Linked DNA regions of Gossypium raimondii: region 2 is linked to region 1. A link is a contact called in public Hi-C data. All regions are on one chromosome and are shown on one strand. The core of a region is the stretch at or near the end of the contact, and the rest is flanking DNA. Distances in the headings are between cores, read along the strand shown.

What was found. A called contact is a pair of places that touch in the nucleus more often than the background predicts.
Region 2: a Hi-C map of leaf shows a contact between it and region 1, with 2.6 times the contacts expected there. The contact joins the promoter of LOC105771356 here to the promoter of LOC105771328 in region 1. A contact is called at or near these places in 2 of 2 Hi-C or Micro-C datasets (both in leaf).

The regions. Positions count from the first base shown.
Region 1 is chr5:32,473,350-32,477,746 of ASM2569854v1, reverse strand. LOC105771328 (TATA box-binding protein-associated factor RNA polymerase I subunit B) reads right to left here and starts at 2,275. Exons shown (of 6, transcript XM_012592759.2): 1 at 2,107-2,275; 2 at 736-1,410; 3 at 1-43. The coding sequence starts at 1,330.
Region 2 is chr5:32,768,624-32,773,020 of ASM2569854v1, reverse strand. It overlaps LOC105771356 (protein argonaute 7), which reads right to left and starts at 2,277. Exons shown (of 3, transcript XM_012592790.2): 1 at 1,535-2,277; 2 at 1-1,226. The coding sequence starts at 1,895.

The DNA.
Region 1 (4,397 bases), core at 1,026-3,525:
TCTGCTTTGTGACGAGAAAGCGGTTTAAAATCTTCAGATTCTCCTAATTGCAAAGGGAAAAATGAAAATAGTGATCAACAAAATAACACGATGATTATTGATATGTAAGAACATAAATGGGAGGGGGAAGAGAGAAAACAAAACAACATAAAAAACACTATAACTTGCATGTAAATTGCAGGGAATCCGACATTTTCAATTTTTCCAGTCCAGCTATGTAATTAAACCACCTTTGATATAAATAATTTTCTTTAGCACCACCAAAAATTTAATGGTAAGATAAAGTTCAAATTGTCATGAAATTATAGCACAACAAAATTTGGAAGATGGTTTTACCAGCACAGAGATATATTTATTATATATTTATATTTTTGGCCAGAGCTGATATTCAACAGAAAGTATTCTTTCACACCTTTTGTCCCAGTTAGGGAAAAAATTGATATCAATTTTAAGATGGGAAGGAGAGTATCACCAAACATCCTTAACTATTATCAAAGCCCAGAAACACTGATCTGTTATGAGCAAAAAAATAGCTATAAAAATTAACATACAAACCACCAAAATCCATTTTTCTATGGCAGAATCATATGAATAACTAAAGCATTAATATCACCAAACCCACAGTACTTACTGACACTAACAAGCACCATAATCAACCTTCATCTACTCATAGTTCTACAACAAGAAGGTAAATAAATGAAATTTTTTAAAACTGATACAGGCAACAGCCAATACCTGATTTTTTTATCTCAGATTGATGAATAGCCTCATCGGCCCAACCATCATCAAAAACCTTAGTGCTGGCCAAAAACCTCAACCAAATAGGTCCAACTATCCCACAAATCAAAGGTTTCATATTAAACTTCTCCACTAAAGCCTCACATTGAGCTTCTATCATCATCTGCATCCCCATCACATATCTGTTCCTAACCTCCTGGTAATAACCTTCATAACTATATGCACACGCAGGGTAAGAGCCAAAATCACTTGTGCCGGTGGGCCCCACACCATCTCCTGTTCCATCTTGATTAACATTATGGCCTCCAGGCTCTTCGGTGAGACGGGACCAAAATTCTAGAGATTTGGGGTCAACTTGTGAGAGTGGTTGGACTGGGATGGGTTGGCGAGCATGGCGAGTATGGCTGGCCAAGTAAAGGGCACCACCACCCTGAGAACCCTTTTCAATAAAATCCTCATCAGCAACACCCGTATCAATGATGTCATCAGCCTGAGACCCACATCTCAAGCAGTAGAAGTAGCCATCTGATCCATCAGCCATTCCCACATTCCCACACAAGTTGCAAGTCCATTGGGTGCAATCCTGCTCCATCTGTTGAATGGCTGACAGTAAACTTTCAACAACTTGCAGCAAGTATTACCGCAAGCTTATCTTTGTTCACAAATTTACCTCTGAATAGTAGACAAAATATAGTGGAAATATGTTAGTGTTAAGATAATCAAAATTTCTATATACAAGTTAACGTGCACTGTAATTTAAGTTAATGTATAACATTCTGAAATAGATAAAACCCATTTAAAACATTGAAAATATAACATTCAGGTTATTCCACAAATATTTTTGTTTAGCGGGTATATAAAATATCACGTAGTGAGGAATTGTAAGAGCCTAGTTATTCCACATCGGGTTATTTCCCCAGCAGGTGCTCGTATTGGAAGTTTATGTAATGCTTCCACATCGATGAATTCAATCGGATTATTCATCTATTAGACGAAGTGATGGTTTTTGGAACTGGACCGGCAGTCAAACTGGTCAGATCACCAGTTCACAGATAATATAATAATAATAATAATAATAATAATAATAATAATAATAATAATAATAATAATAAAAGAAAACTTCTGAAAAAAAAAGGGAGAATGCAGGAAAATTTCGAAAAAAAAATCAGAAAAAAAATTTTGAAATTTCCTAAATACATTTAAATATCAATAATGTAATAGGCATGAATTATACATTACAAAATCGAATTAATCAAAATTTTTAAACATGAAAACAGTTAACTACATTATCCAAAATCCAAAGTAAAAAAATTTAAAACACTAGCAAAAAAAGTTATAATTATTTAAAATAAATAAAAATATTCTCACCCTTGCCAGATATCACCACGACGGCAGCTTCAGACGGTGGCCGGAGGCACTTATGAGACGGCGCAAAGCAGAGCAAGAGCGAAGAGAAGAGGGCGAGGCTTTGGGTGAGTCAGAAAGAGACTCGGGCAAAGCCAATTTCTTTATTCTGGGAAAAAGGGGTTTGGGAGGTTTTAAAAAGGAATTGGGCCGAAAAGAAGAGGTTTTTGAGTTTGGAGTAGGATAATTTGGTCCAAACATAAATAAATTGTTTCATTCTGTTGCCGGGTCCAACTATGTTAATGTGCCGGCCAGTTTTCAGTCTAATTGTGGTGAAAGCTTACACATTTACCTATCATACCATCCTCACGCAAAGAAGTTCTGAACATGCATAAAATATTAAAAATGTCTAACCCTTACCAGCTGTAAAAGAAAATTAGAATTGGATATGTAAAGAAATTTGCATGTTTCAAAACCATGAGAACCCTATGAATAACTAAAGTTAGAAAACCCATTTAACCTCAAAACTCACAATATAGGATTCAAGGAGCATGTATGTGTCATCCCCCAAGAAAGAAAAAACTATATTTCGTGCATACCCAACATGAAATTTGCTGCATGTATATGTCAGAACCGTTTTTTTGAAATCAAAAATTTAGTTGTCGACTTTAAAAAACAAAACTGGAGTCGCCACCGATCCTTTATTAAGGTGTTATCGGCCCACCTTTTTTGAAACCAAAAATTTAGTTGTCGACTTTAAAAAACAAAACTAGAGTCGCCACCGATTCTTTTATTAAGGTGTTATCGGCCCACCTTAAAAAATAATTTTGGTCTGCGAAATTTAAGAAAACAAGTTCGGGAGTCAGTTACGCACGAGGAAAGATTAGCACCCTCGTAACGCCCAAAATTGGTACCAAATTGATTTTTTTAATGCATTGGTGTCGAAAATTTAAAAATATTTTAAAAGGAAACTTTTTATTTTATGAACGAATTAAAATAATAAGACATTCTTATTTCAAAGAAATAAAACACCACACCCAGTGAGTTAGGGCACAATGTTTTTAAATCTTCAAAATACCCGAATATTGCCTTTCGCTTTTGAAAATTCTTATTTCGAGAAGAAAATGTCATGACCAGTAAGTTAGGATCCAACATTTTGAATTCCCGAGAATAAGCTTTTATTTAAAATTTGCGAATTTATTGCAAAACAAATACTTGGCTTTCTAAATTCATCGAAAAATAATCGCAATCCAGTAAGTTAGGACACAATCTTTCCCGAGAATCATGAATGCCAAATATTTTGGAAATTTGTAAAAATATGATGATTTTAACGCTTCGATAAAATCAAAATATATAAAAAAACATGATAAAATGTTAATGCATATATAAAACACATATATAATAAGTATACATATAAAAAGAGAAAAAAATGAAATATGTGTATATATTTACAAAATAAAAAATGTATAAGTGTATGTATTGGTAAATCATGAAAATATGTATATGAAAATATATTTGTATGATATGTAAATAAAAAATGGAACAGAATAGTAAAAAATATTTATAAAAATGCATATATATATATTATAAAAAACATGCAAGTATACTAGATAAAAAAAACATGCATATATATATGTATTAAATAAAAGAACGTCGCATGTATGAATAAATAATAATAATAATAATAATAAAACATATTTATAATAAAAAATTGAACTTAAAAAGGAAAAAAATGGGTAAATTTGAAAATAAAAAAAAAAGACAAACTTGAACACGCGAATAACTATGGGGGACTAAAAGGGAAATTAATCCCACCCTCCAAAACACTGCGCAGCGAGGGGCCAAATTGGAACGGAAATGAAATATGCGGCTAATTTTAAAAAACAACAAAATGAGTTTAATTGAAGTGCGTCACAAAAAAGGGGGACTAATAGCTCAAATCTCCCATTTAAGGTTGATATGCGCGGACCCCCTTCCCCAATACCTAAACGGCGCCGTTTCACTAATACAATTTAAAACAGTTTCTTTTTAAAAAAAGTTTCATTTGCAGCATAAAGAAAAGAAGAAAAAACAAAAAGAGAGCAAAAGCTCTGCTTGGGTTTCTTCTTAACCCTCTTCTTGCCGCCATTCGCTCAGGCTAACGCTCCGATCATGACGGAGATGGCCACAATCCGGCGTCCTCGACGAAAGAGGTAAGATCCCCTTTCCTTTTGTATTATTTATTTAAAGAACAAAATAAAAAATAGAATATATAAAAAACGATTCACCTTAAAAAACTGATATTTACTCTGCTTTTCTATTGATTTTCAATCCCC
Region 2 (4,397 bases), core at 1,028-3,527, 300 kb before region 1:
TGTAGGCCCTACTGGTCCTCTCATGATTCCATCAATTATGGCTTTTCGTTCTTTCGGTCTCTGGCAGCCCATTTTAAGGATCCTTGCAGTCTGATCATCCGAAAGCTTCCCAAGAAACTTTTGGCCTTCACAAATCATACAAAGTTCCATGGGAAGATAGCATGGTTTGCTCCTACTGATTTGCAAGCATGGCAAGTTCCTGAACTGTATGTCATAATTGTAGTGATCCTTAAAGTAATCAACAAGCCTCAAATTCTTACCACCCCGGTCAGGGAAGTAAAGATTTTCGGTAGCTTCTTCAGTTAAGCCATGAACACGGTACCGTTGAACCGTTTCTCTATGGCAAACGAAAACTCTGATATTTCTCAATGCCTTCTCCACTTCTTTCCTCTCTTCATCGCTCAAACTCCTTGTCTTTCTTTGAGAAAGGTCTCGGAGAAAGTCCAGCCGCTTTTGCAAGTAAAGGATAACTCCAATACTCTCATGGAAGGCACTGATGGAGAAATCAACATTGAGCGCTAATCCTTGTTGCGTTGGTCGAAGGCTCTGAAAGAAACCTCTCCATCCAATAGCTCCCCCTCCGATTTCCTTAGTACCTCCCATCGAACTCGAATAAAACGACCTCCCTACCGGTATACACTTTTCCATTGGACCCTCCCTAAGAACAACATCCAAAGCATGGAGATAATCCTGAGGGAGTGGGATCCAATCATCACCTTCCTTGCTCAAGTAACTTCTCAAATCCTTTCCATCAAACTTTGAAACATGTCGGATATTGATTCGAAACACTTTGAGCTGATTCTGCTTCTGTGGGAAGCAATTCAATTCCCCAAAAGGTAAACCTGACTTGGTGGTGGGTATTGGGAGACTAATAAAGAACTCAAGCTTATCATTTTGGAACTCAACAGGGCTGTATATATTCTTTCTACCATCATAAGCTGGATGAGCACCTGAGAGTAAACCTGAGTTGTTTTCCACCAGTTTCTGTTTGATCATCCTAGCAACCTCCTTGGAGGGACTAGGAGATATTTCAACATTGTAATGGTAAATTTTAAGAGAGGGGTCAAATTTCACTACAAAATGGTTGGCAAGGAGAGTGATTACTGGCCCTTCAACACCACCAGAATCTGGTCTCCTAGCAGCCACCAGTGCTTCCTTTGTATCACTACTCCTCACCTTCCTTCCTTTATATGGGAAACTTGTTCTCCCATGAAGCCCCTCTGGAGCTGATTGGTTCATTGAAAGAGAAAAAAAAGTTAAGAACTTGAATACAACCACTTGGATAGATAAAAGTTCCAAACAAAAATCAATCAAGTCCAGTAGTTTCAAATATAAGAATTAAGGAGGTACATATCATTTCTAGGCTCTAGCTATAAATTTATCATTTTTTGCATATAACTAAAGATTGGAACAAAAGGATATAACAAAGATCCTATTTTTAATCAGTTTTGTTGAAGAAAAATAAACCATGACCTTAAAATGATGATACATGCAGATGAAATAAGAAGAACAAATATAAATATCGGGGGGTCACCTGGTGTCATTGTTAGAACTGGGACTTGTGTATCAGGGAGGGAAGAGGTGGCAAGTGGAGGAAAATCATTAACCTTACATGGAAGTTTCTGCAAGTGGGTTTTAGTTTGAAAGTTTTGGTTTTGAGAGAGAGGTGGGGTTAAAGCCAGCTGCAAAGGTATTGGAGGGGGTAAAGGGAGCAAAGCAGGGTAGTAAGAGTAACTTTGGAACTGGTTCTGGTTAAACAACCCAAAGTGGCTTGAATATTGCAACAATGGGTGCTGGTAATGATGCTTATGAGGATTATTATTCCCGCCCTTGAAAGTCCTGGTTTTGGTAGTGCATTTCTTGTTCACATGGTGGTGCTCTTCAGTTCCTTCCATTGCAAAAAAGAAAAGAAAAGAAAAAAAAGAAGCTAACCTTTTTGTGTAAAAAGGAAAAATATGGGGGCTAAAACTATGAGCATAAAAGGGAAAGACCACTCAAGAGAGATATTGACAACTCAAAGGAAAAACAAAAAAGAAAAAAAAAGAGTGGGTTTTTATTTGCTGAGGTTCTTTGTGTCTGGTTCTAACTTCAAACTCAAGGAGGTTAAGAAGGTGAAGGAATTCAAAGGCAAAAGAATAGAAGGCGGGGCTGCCATGGCTTGCCTTATAAAAGAAAGTGAAAAGGGTAGCATCAAAGAAAAGGGGTATAATCTGTAATTGTAAGAGTATTTGGCATTTTGCTGCACTATGTGAAAGAGCATTGCAGATGTTAGGCTTCTGATACATATACCCTTTAATGATCCAATTGACTACCTGTCAAACACATATGCCTACTCTAGCCTTTTTCAGTTTTCCCCCACCTTCCAATCTCTTTTTATTTTTCGTTCATATAGTTTTTAAAGTCAAATGCAGTGAAAATGTGCATTCTATTAAAAATGAAATTGGGGTATAGTTGATAGTGATTGGACTTTGGATTAGTGATTGGGTCAAATTCTTGTTTTTTAGGCTTATGATTTTAGTAATGTTGTTGAATATTTCATAGCATCATTGGGTTAATCATGGTCATCATTTCCACTAGACTCTCTTTTCTGATTATCAATGTATAAAAGGTCATTCTTTTCAAACATTTAATTTATACATTTTTTTTCTTTTGTAAACTATCCTATGTTGATTAAGTGTCCCACTGCTTTTTCCACTTTATTAAATCCTATCAGATTTTTTTATATATATGTTTGAGTTAGACTCTATTCGAAATATTATTTTATATTTATTAAATATTGGAGAAAAAAAGATAATAGGTGTTAAACTTGTATCATACGAAAGCTATAATCATTAATAGAAATAAAAATATTATTTTAATTAAAAATATAAAATAAATTTCCTATGTTTTAATATTTTAAATGACTAAATGGGCGGAATTAATCAAGTTGTCCACTAACAAGTGAAACTTTTTACTATATGAGCTGACTTAATCATGAAAAACTTTTCTTTTATGAAATTTATTATTTATAAATAAAATTTATACTGATATATTAGGCTAAATGTATTTAATGGGTTATTGTATTATAAGGATTGGATTAAAATAGTTTTTTTTACTATAAATAGATTAATTTAATCTGTTGTGCGGAAGCGTGTAAAAGAGTAAAATTATTGTACTAAAAAATCACACTAAGTTCAATTCCCAGGAAAGAGAGGTGGATCACAAGGATCGCTTAAGTACCGTGTCTTTCCTAGCAGAATATCCCTCAATCGTAATTTAATAGCACAATAAATCACTACAATCACACACACAATTCATGCAGAATAATACAATAAAGAACACAAGAATTTAACGAGGTTCAGTAAATTTTGCCTACGTCCTCGGGCACTACCAAATATATTTCACTCCAAAATACAAGTGAGAATTTACAAAGAGAGAGAGAAAACAATGCCTTAAGTAGAGAATGGCAAGTTTGAGATACAGAATGAGAGATGGTCATGCTTATTTATAGTTGAGGTTCAGGGATCAACTTGCAAAGTCACTTTACAATTAGGGACCATATATTGCAAATATCTCAGATTTTATTATGCCAATATCTCGATACCCATATCTTTGACTTTCCAATATTTGATACCCATATCTTTGACTTTCTATTATTTGATACCCATATCTTTGATTTTCCATAAATATGGATAATTCCCAATAATCTCCACCTTGAAGATTTGATTCGAGTAATCTTATCTTCACACAATTCTCTCTGCCTTTGTCAACAACACTTGATAGTGCCTTCTTCAACTGTTAAACATGCAGAATATTGATCAAGTTCAAACAATGTTCGAACTTGATTGTTGTTACCACCTTGGTCATCATATCTGCGGGATTATCTACAGTCTTAATCTTACAAGGTGAATTTTCCCTCATCAATAATTTCACGCACAAAATGGAAACGTCGTCGATATGCTTTGTGCGTGCATGATAGACTTGATTCTTTGCTAAATGAATAGCACTTTGACTATCACAATACACATTAATATGCTCCTGAACCAATCCCAAGGTTTTAACCATACCTTGTAACCAAATAGCTTCCTTTACAGCCTCTGTTACAACCATGTATTCAAACACGTGGTTGACAAGCAATCGTAGAGCTGCATGTAGACTTCCAACTTATTGGTCCTCCAAGCAAGAGTAAACACATAACCAGTGGTTGATCTTCGTTTGTCCAAATCACCGGCATAATCAGAATCAACGTACCCAACAACACCTTTACCAAGTATAGTATCCTGCTTGAACAGTAATCCAATATCCATGGTCTTATGAATATACCGTAGAATCCATTTCACAGCTTGCCAATGTCCTTTTCCAAGATTATGCATATACCTGCTCACTATACTAACTGCCTGTGAAATGTCGGGTCTTGT